Linked DNA regions of Mus musculus: region 2 is linked to region 1. A link is a contact called in public Hi-C data. All regions are on one chromosome and are shown on one strand. Each heading gives the region's core, a stretch centred on a gene start, on an enhancer-like site or on the middle of the called end of the contact. The rest is flanking DNA. Distances are from core to core; before and after follow the strand shown.

What was found. A called contact is a pair of places that touch in the nucleus more often than the background predicts.
Region 2: a Hi-C map of epiblasts shows a contact between it and region 1, with 9 times the contacts expected there. The contact joins the promoter of Foxl2 here to the enhancer-like site in region 1. A contact is called at or near these places in 5 of 39 promoter capture datasets (cranial neural crest, embryonic stem cells, frontonasal cranial neural crest and 2 more) and 8 of 484 Hi-C or Micro-C datasets (B cells, cranial neural crest, embryonic stem cells and 2 more).

The regions. Positions count from the first base shown.
Region 1 is chr9:91,380,160-91,383,802 of GRCm38.p6, reverse strand. The region is part of intron 1 of Zic4 (zinc finger protein of the cerebellum 4); the gene reads right to left. Among named protein-coding and RNA genes, the nearest start is that of Zic4, 4.0 kb to the right of the region's middle. Within about 2 kb of position 2,137, at least 77 of the 459 cell types and tissues checked have an H3K27ac peak or open chromatin away from gene starts, as enhancers often do. A contact at or near this core is called in epiblasts, where this site is marked.
Region 2 is chr9:98,953,603-98,957,398 of GRCm38.p6, reverse strand. It overlaps Foxl2 (forkhead box L2), which reads right to left and starts at 1,792. Exons shown (of 1, transcript NM_012020.2): 1 at 1-1,792. The coding sequence starts at 1,738. The coding sequence ends at 611. Foxl2os (forkhead box L2, opposite strand) reads left to right here and starts at 2,089. Exons shown (of 8, transcript NR_003248.3): 1 at 2,089-2,994; 2 at 3,165-3,195; 3 at 3,281-3,371; 4 at 3,542-3,794.

The sequences.
Region 1 (3,643 bases), core at 888-3,387:
CCAACTCCTCCCCGTCCTGGGCCTAGGGACGGGGGTGGGGGCGTCGGAGGAGGAGCGACAATGACTCCATCATAGTCATTTCCATTCTTGAGAATCCTTATCCAGGCAGGTTGTTTTCCTCCAACTTTTATCTATGTGGAGACAGAAGCACCTTTACCCATGGAATCGAGGCTATTGAGAAGCTCAGATTTTCTGGATTTGAAGTTACTGCCCAAGCCATCTGTCTCTGCCCTAGTGAGCCATGCCCAGCAATCCGCCGGACGCATACTCCAGCCTGGTCCAAAGTGTTTTCTAAAGTAGGTTTTGTTCAAGTGCCAAACAACGGAAGGATTTGAAAGGATGAACAGCGGCGGATGCACATGCGTGTGCGCAGTGTGAGAAACGTTCTGAGCAACGATTCACCCCAAAGGTTATTTTCCAGAAAATAGAGTCCCCTCTCCTTTCCACTTTACCCATTGAAGGCAAATATGCTCCAACATTCTTCAAATCTTGCCTAGTCTATCCGAAATTCCTCGAGATAGTGTTCGCCGATTTTAATATTTATTTAATATTAATATTTATTTAATATACGGATCCAGCAGTGTCGCGGAGACCTTATCGAGTGTAGAGGGGACCCTCTCAGTCCAAACTGACAATTCCAGGTCTATGATCCTCCCCAGACAATTACCCGCCCGCCTGTTCCACCTCGCAGGCCAGAGGAGCCCAGAGGCTGATAGATGAAAATGAAAATCGGTTCAGGCCAGGAGGGATCTTAAATCTGTTGAAATCACGGCCCTGACTGTGGCAAGCTTCGGGTGAGTGGCTGCTAGGAGCAGGCCAGGCCCACCGGGTATACCGCAGGTCTAGGCAAAATTCAGGAAGGCCAGAACGCACACAAAGCTGGGAATATTGGTTGGAGGAAGGCTCGGTCCAGGAGTTTCTTGCTGCTTGAATTTGCTGCTCTATGGAAGAGAAAATGACCCCCACTCCCACCACAGACCCTCCCAGAAGCCAGAACCCTAAATCTCTGGCTCAGCTGAGGTTGTTTCGAAAAGGAAAGGGAGAGGTGTCTGTGATCTTAGCAACTGAAGGTCCTGGGGGTGATCAGGGGTGCTAAAACTTCTCTAGCATAAGACTGAACACAAGATGAGCCTCTGTTGGCTTTGTGATCGCTTCTTTCCCGGTTTGCAGGGAAGACTCCCTGATATAATCAACAGTCTCCATTCCGCCGTGGCACTGGCGCTCAGATTTAAATAGAGGTTTGCATGTAACCTGCCTTTGGCTTAGGCAAAAAATCAGGCGAACCCGTCTCCCTCACACTGCCCACTGATGGTGCTCACCCTCGCGGTAGTAGAGCTGGTACACTAGGGTCCTCTGGAAGATGTTGCCCGCTGCCATTTTCACAGGACAAGGCACAGTCTTACGAAACATTGGAGATGTATAATGAACAAATCAGTGTCCCTATTTGTCCCCAGATCTCTCTCCTTTGACTCCACCAGCGTTTGGAAAACCCAAACTTTTCTCTCTCCTCCCTCTTTTTATTTTATTTTTTTTCTTCATAAAATAACTTGTAAAAAAAAATCAATTGCAACCTACAAATGAAGGTTTTTGTGGGTTGAGGGATAGAGTTTGAGGTTAGACTTTGAAGATAGAATTCCCTCACGGAGTTGGGGGGGGGGGGATTCTGCTGCCACATATCCCATTCCAATGTCTCGTCGCGTAAACTAGACGAGTATTTCGCTCCAGACGAGAAACGGGGAAGAAAAAAGAACAGGTACCGAGCCTAGACGCATCAGTACCGGGGAGTGAGCAGGCCCCTGGGAGGCCGGGTGCAGGCGGGCCTTAGCGTAGCCCTGCTGCAGGAGGCGCCCTGGGCTCCGAGCGCCACGACCCTCCCACCCCCGCCGCCCCGCCACCCCGCCACCCCTTCCCCTTCCCCTCCCCCATCTCCCCCGAGAGACGCTCTAGGTGGGAGGGTGGACCCTGCGGCGCGGGGCCGGGCCTGGGTCCCGCGGAACGACCCGAGGGAGGCCAGGCTGGAGGCCTAGGCCGCGAGCCTCCCGACCCCGGCTTGGGGCCTTGGCCCCGGTCCTGGTCCTCGGCCCGGGCTTCAGAGCGAGCAGAGCCTCGGTCAGCGCGGGCGCCAAGTTCGCCGGCCTGCGGGGGCCTCTAGGCCAGCGCCATTTTCTGGCACTTGTGGCTGGATCTGTTTTCGCCCTGACTCCGCCCCAGAGCGGCCCGGGAGCCGGGCCTGCACCCCCCTCGCCCTCCGCGAGGGCTGACTGACTGCGGGGGAAAAGTGGGGAGAGCCCGGGCCCCGGGGGTTCCGGGAGGCGCGCCAGTTTGGGAGGTTGACCGGGCGCGCGCTCCTGGCCCGCGTCTCCCCTCGCCGCCCTACCATTGTTCCCCGGTCTCTGTCACAGCCACAGAGTGAAACCTTCTTCACCCGCTGCCTCCAGAGCCAGGCCTGGAAGTCACATTCGGGAGAATCTCAGCTAAGAAATCTGCTCCTGATCGCCGCTTCCGCGACTCAAGGAAATGAAACGCCATTAATATTTGAAAAGGCAATTATTTTCCTGTTGAATCGAAAACTGTCTTCATGAATAATTTGTAGAGAGTTCTATTGCCATTTGAGAAACATTTTGTTGCTGTTTTGCCTCCTCCTTTTCTTCCCATTACTTAGGAGGTTTGAGGGAGACACCGGAACAGGGAAGGCTCTATGGTTTGGTTTCTTTCTCTTTTCTTTCTTTCTTTCTTTCTTTCTTTCTTTCTTTCTTTCTTTCTTTCTTTCTTTCTTTCTTTCTTTCTTTCTTTCTTTCTCTCTTTCATTTTTTTTTAAACCCAAGCTGTAATGAATTAGGACAGAGGCCGAAAAGAACGCGCAGAATTCTGCCTTGAGTCCAAGCAAACCTGAGAGCCAGCCAGGCACACTTTTGCTTCTCTGATGTAGGTCGATTACGCTAAGAATTTAACCATTTTCTGCTTCACAGACTTCAAACAGTGGGCCGGCAAAGAGCAGTATAAGTTTGTTTGCTTCAAAATCCCTGTCATTAAAGATGAGTTCTTTCTCCAGCCCCGGATTGCGCATCCACTTTCCCGGTGCTGGCAGCCAGCCTCTGGAGCAGCTAGTCTGAGGTCTGGAATCCTGGTCTTACTTATTCCTCTGTCCCTGGGGATATAACTCGGGAAGAGAGGGGACCAAAGGGATGAGAGAGAGTGGGGGGAAGAGCTCATAACGTGCTTTAGAAAGCCGTACAAGATGTTTGCTGACATGCTAGGGGAATAAAGAACAAGAGCCCAAACTGGACTTTGGTCTTGCCTCAGCCTATGCCAGTGTTCTACCACTAAAACCTCATGGAGAAGGCAGTTTGTGGGAAGATTTAGCAAGCTTCTTACCGGGTACTGCAACTATCGGGGACTTGGACTCTGAAAAGGGTTGCTGTTCTAACAAGAATTGTAGAAAGGGAAGCTACCGCCTGCAAAACTAGAGTACCAAGATGGAATTCTTCTGATCTCTGCATCATTCTTCCCATTTCCCGCCTCCAAGATGGGGGAGGGGAGAAGACGCTGACTTCTTAAACTTCAAGCGAGGAGGGGTGTGTGTGTGGGGGGGAGTAAGGAGAGTCAAACGGTGGCTGCTAAACTAATTAATGTAACTTCACAG
Region 2 (3,796 bases), core at 543-3,042, 7.6 Mb before region 1:
ATGAGAACTCGGTTGCAGGCCGCGGAACGAGGCTGTCCCTGCTCCAGCCTGGGGCTCAACCCCCGCCCCGCCCAGTGGGCCCCTCTGCAAGCGGCTTCTGATCAGTTCCAGGAGGGATCGCAGAGCGACCAGACACGTTCTTTCCATTCTCCGGTAGTGTGGGTCCCTCTTCCCCCAGCAGCCTAGCGCTTCTAGTCGCAGACAGTCGGGGTGGGGAATTAAAAATAAAATCGAGCTTGAGTCCACCGACCTGGAAGAGAGGGCCAAGAGGTAAGCTGCGTCTCAGACACTTCGACCGCACCTCGGCCGGGGACTCACTCCCTGCGGTGAGGAGAGGAGGCCCGCGGAAAGCACGGAGTGGGCGGCCTCCGGCCAGCAGCACGGGAAAGCAGAGGCCGCGGCGGGGAAGAGCACCGGAGGAGCAGCGGAGGCGACAAAGCGGAGTCGCAGGAGCGGGGCGGACCGAGGAAGGGCAGACCGCTCGAGGGCTCTGCATCCAGAAGCTGTCCCGGAGTGCGCGCTGTCAGGCTGGCTGCTGCGGCTGCGACCCGAGCTCGGCTCCTCCACTCCCGGGATAGGGGTGGGGGACCGCTCCCGCGCGCGTTGGCACTCAGAGATCCAGACGCGAGTGCAGCGCGCCCGTCTTGCTGTCGTGGTCCCAGTATGAGCAATGCATCATGGCGAGCTCGGGTTGCCGGGCGCAGGCGAACTGCAGGCCGGGCGCGCTCGTGGGCGCGGGTGCCGGGGGCGCGGCGGTGGCCGGGCTGGCGGGACTGAGCTGACCCGGGGGAGGCGCGGCAGCCCCGTGGTGTGGCGGGGCTGGCGGGGGCGCAGCGGCCGCGTGCAGATGATGTGCGTGAGGGTGCGGGTGAGGGTGCGGCGGCGGTGGCGGCGGCGGTGGTGCGGCAGGAGGGCCCCCCAGGCCGTTGTAGGAGTTCACGACGCCCGGAGGCAGCGCCATGCTCTGCACGCGCGAGTACGGCCCGTAGGAGGCGGCGGGGCCCGCCAGCCCCTTGACCACCGCGGCTGCACCGGGGCTGCCCGGGCCGGCGGCTGCAGCGGCTGCAGCAGCGGCCGCCGCAGCCGCCGCCATCTGGCAGGAGGCGTAGGGCATGGGCGAGGGAGGCTGCGGCAGGGGCCAGGAGTTGTTGAGGAACCCCGATTGCAGGTACTTGGGTGGCGCCAGGTAGCCATAGCCATCGGCCCCAGCTCCGGGCACGCCGCAGCCACCCGCCGCTCCTCCGCTCCCGAAGAGCCCCTTGCCGGGCTGGAAGTGAGCGGGCGGCGGCCGGAAGGGCCGCTTCATGCGGCGGCGGCGCCGGTAGTTGCCCTTCTCGAACATGTCCTCGCAGGCCGGGTCGAGCGTCCAGTAGTTGCCCTTGCGCTCGCCGCCGCCCTCGCGCGGCACCTTGATGAAGCACTCGTTGAGGCTGAGGTTGTGGCGGATGCTATTCTGCCAGCCCTTCTTGTTCTTCTCGTAGAACGGGAACTTGGCTATGATGTACTGGTAGATGCCGGACAGAGTGAGCCTCTTCTCGGCGCTCTCGCGGATCGCCATGGCGATGAGCGCCACGTACGAGTACGGGGGCTTCTGCGCGGGGTCTGGTTTCTCCGGTGTTGTCCCGCCTCCCTTGCCGGGACTCGGCGGCGACGCCTCGGCCTCTTTGACTGCGCGTCCGCTCTCCGGAGCCAGCAGGGTCCCCGCCGTGTCTTCGGGCTCGGGGTAGCTGGCCATCATGACAAAAGCCGGCTCTCCGCGGCCGGGCAGCCCGGAGGCTGTGCTCTCCTGGTGCAGGCTCGCCTTGCAGGCGGGCGCAGGAGTGTGCGCTCGGCGCAGAGCCTCTAACTTCTGCAGGCTGCGGGGACCGGAGGCCTCGCGCGGCTCTCACTCTCTTCTCTTTTCCCCCCGGGGAGCGGTCTGCGGGAGTGGAAGTCAGCCTCTGGCCATCGGGAGTCTGCCCAACAGCGAGGGGCTCCGGCCCCGCCGCCCCTCCCCGCCCAGGCCAGTCCCCGCCTCGGTGGGTTTTCTTGGCTGAGCTCTCCCCTCCCCCCACCGCCCGGTTTCCCCGAGGCGCGACCCGCGTCTCTGGCGCAGCCGCCTCCTGGAGTCCCTAGTGCGCCAGGAGCCTCGCTCCGTTCTGATTCGTATGGGCTCCGCAGAGTTCCGCTTGCGTCAGGGGCCTTCGCCCCTATAGCGGGGCAGCCAGCAGCGCACGGGCGAGTTCATCTCTAAGTCTCCTTTTTTTTTTAAACGGCCGGCAGAACTTGGACCGGCCTTCCCGAGCCTCCGGAGCCTCCCGGGCCCAGCCAACAGCCTGCCTCACGCTCTTACGAGTCTTGAAAATCTGCGGGTGTTTGCTTCGCCGAAAAGCCCTGGTTGGGGCTCGCTGCGCCCTGCCAGTGCCCCGGGAATGCTGACCCCAGCGAGGAGAGGTGATCCAAGCCTCTGGGCAGCTTTCAGGTGAAAGAAAACAAAACCCTTTGCTCTGTGCTTCGGGCTGTGCTGGGGCTAGACTTCTAGCTTTGAGGCTTAGGGAGGGGCGAGATGGCAAGGGGGCCGGACCGGGGTGGAGTGGCCGAACTTTGCGGCAGCTGGAGGTAAACCAGCTCAGAGCTCGTGTCACGGAAGGCAGAAGCTTCGGCCTGCTCTGTCCCTCGAGCTCTCTGAGCCCAATTGAGGCTGGGGAGAGGATCGCTGGGAAGAGACACCCAGGAGTACCGCTCACTGGCATCGGACGTTTCGCTTCTCTGTGCTGAGGTGGATGTAGGGACCAGCTTTCTCCTTGGAACTCGCCTTGCAATCCCACAATTTGGGTGTGTGTTTTAAAGATCAAGTGGTATCCCTTGTACTCTGGCTTGGACACAGACGAGGATGTTGCTGAGGGGCTTTGGGGACTGTTGCGTGCACAAGTGTCACGCGTGGAAGGCACGGGGCAAAAATCTGTTCTTAAAGACACACGTGATACTGCGCAAGTGTGCTGTTCAGAAACCCAGGTATGCTTATATATGTACAATGTGTGAGACTTGTATTTGCTTATTTTTGCTTAGTGAGGTGTATGAATCAAGCACCAGAGTACATGGTTGTATCCATGAACATGGTTCGTGGATACAACCTCTTTTTTTTTTTTTTTTCCTGTCTTCCTTTGTCCTTCCTACCCTTACAGCCGTTACCTGCATCTTCTCCTTCCAGCATAGGTAAGGAAGGAAAACCACAGGCTGGGGAGGCGCTTTCTCGCGTCCCAGTCACGAATGGACAGTAGTCTTTCCCCTTGTTTTTAAGATAATAGCCGAAGTCTGGTGGGGATCCAGTTACATCTCCGAAAATAGAAAACGGACTTAGAGGAATTCCTTCCGTGCCAGCACAACATCAGGTGTGCCCTGTCACTCAGCCTTAACACAGGTTTGCAGTCTTGGAAGTGTGAGAGAGGCTGAGGAAGAGTGATCAGACACGTTGTGAAGGATAATGGTCTGAATGAATGATGTGTGCCAGTCACACATCTAGGTGGCTATCCCAGTGCCTGTTTCTACCTCTTTCTTTCAGGTTGCTTGGACTTTAAGAGTTCTCCAGAATGCCACGAGCCCACACTGGCCAGTGGCTCCAGCGGTCCGAAGACCATTTATCTACAGTGTGTGCTTGTGCTTCCCACTTTGAGATGAAGGGAAAGGAGGACTCTGTGTGTGTGTGTGTGTGTGTGTGTGTGTGTGTGTGTGTGTGTGTGTAGTCCAACATCTCAAAGATGACTACAGAGAGGTCAGCCAGGCAAACCCGGCCTAACCACCAGGATACAAGGGAGGT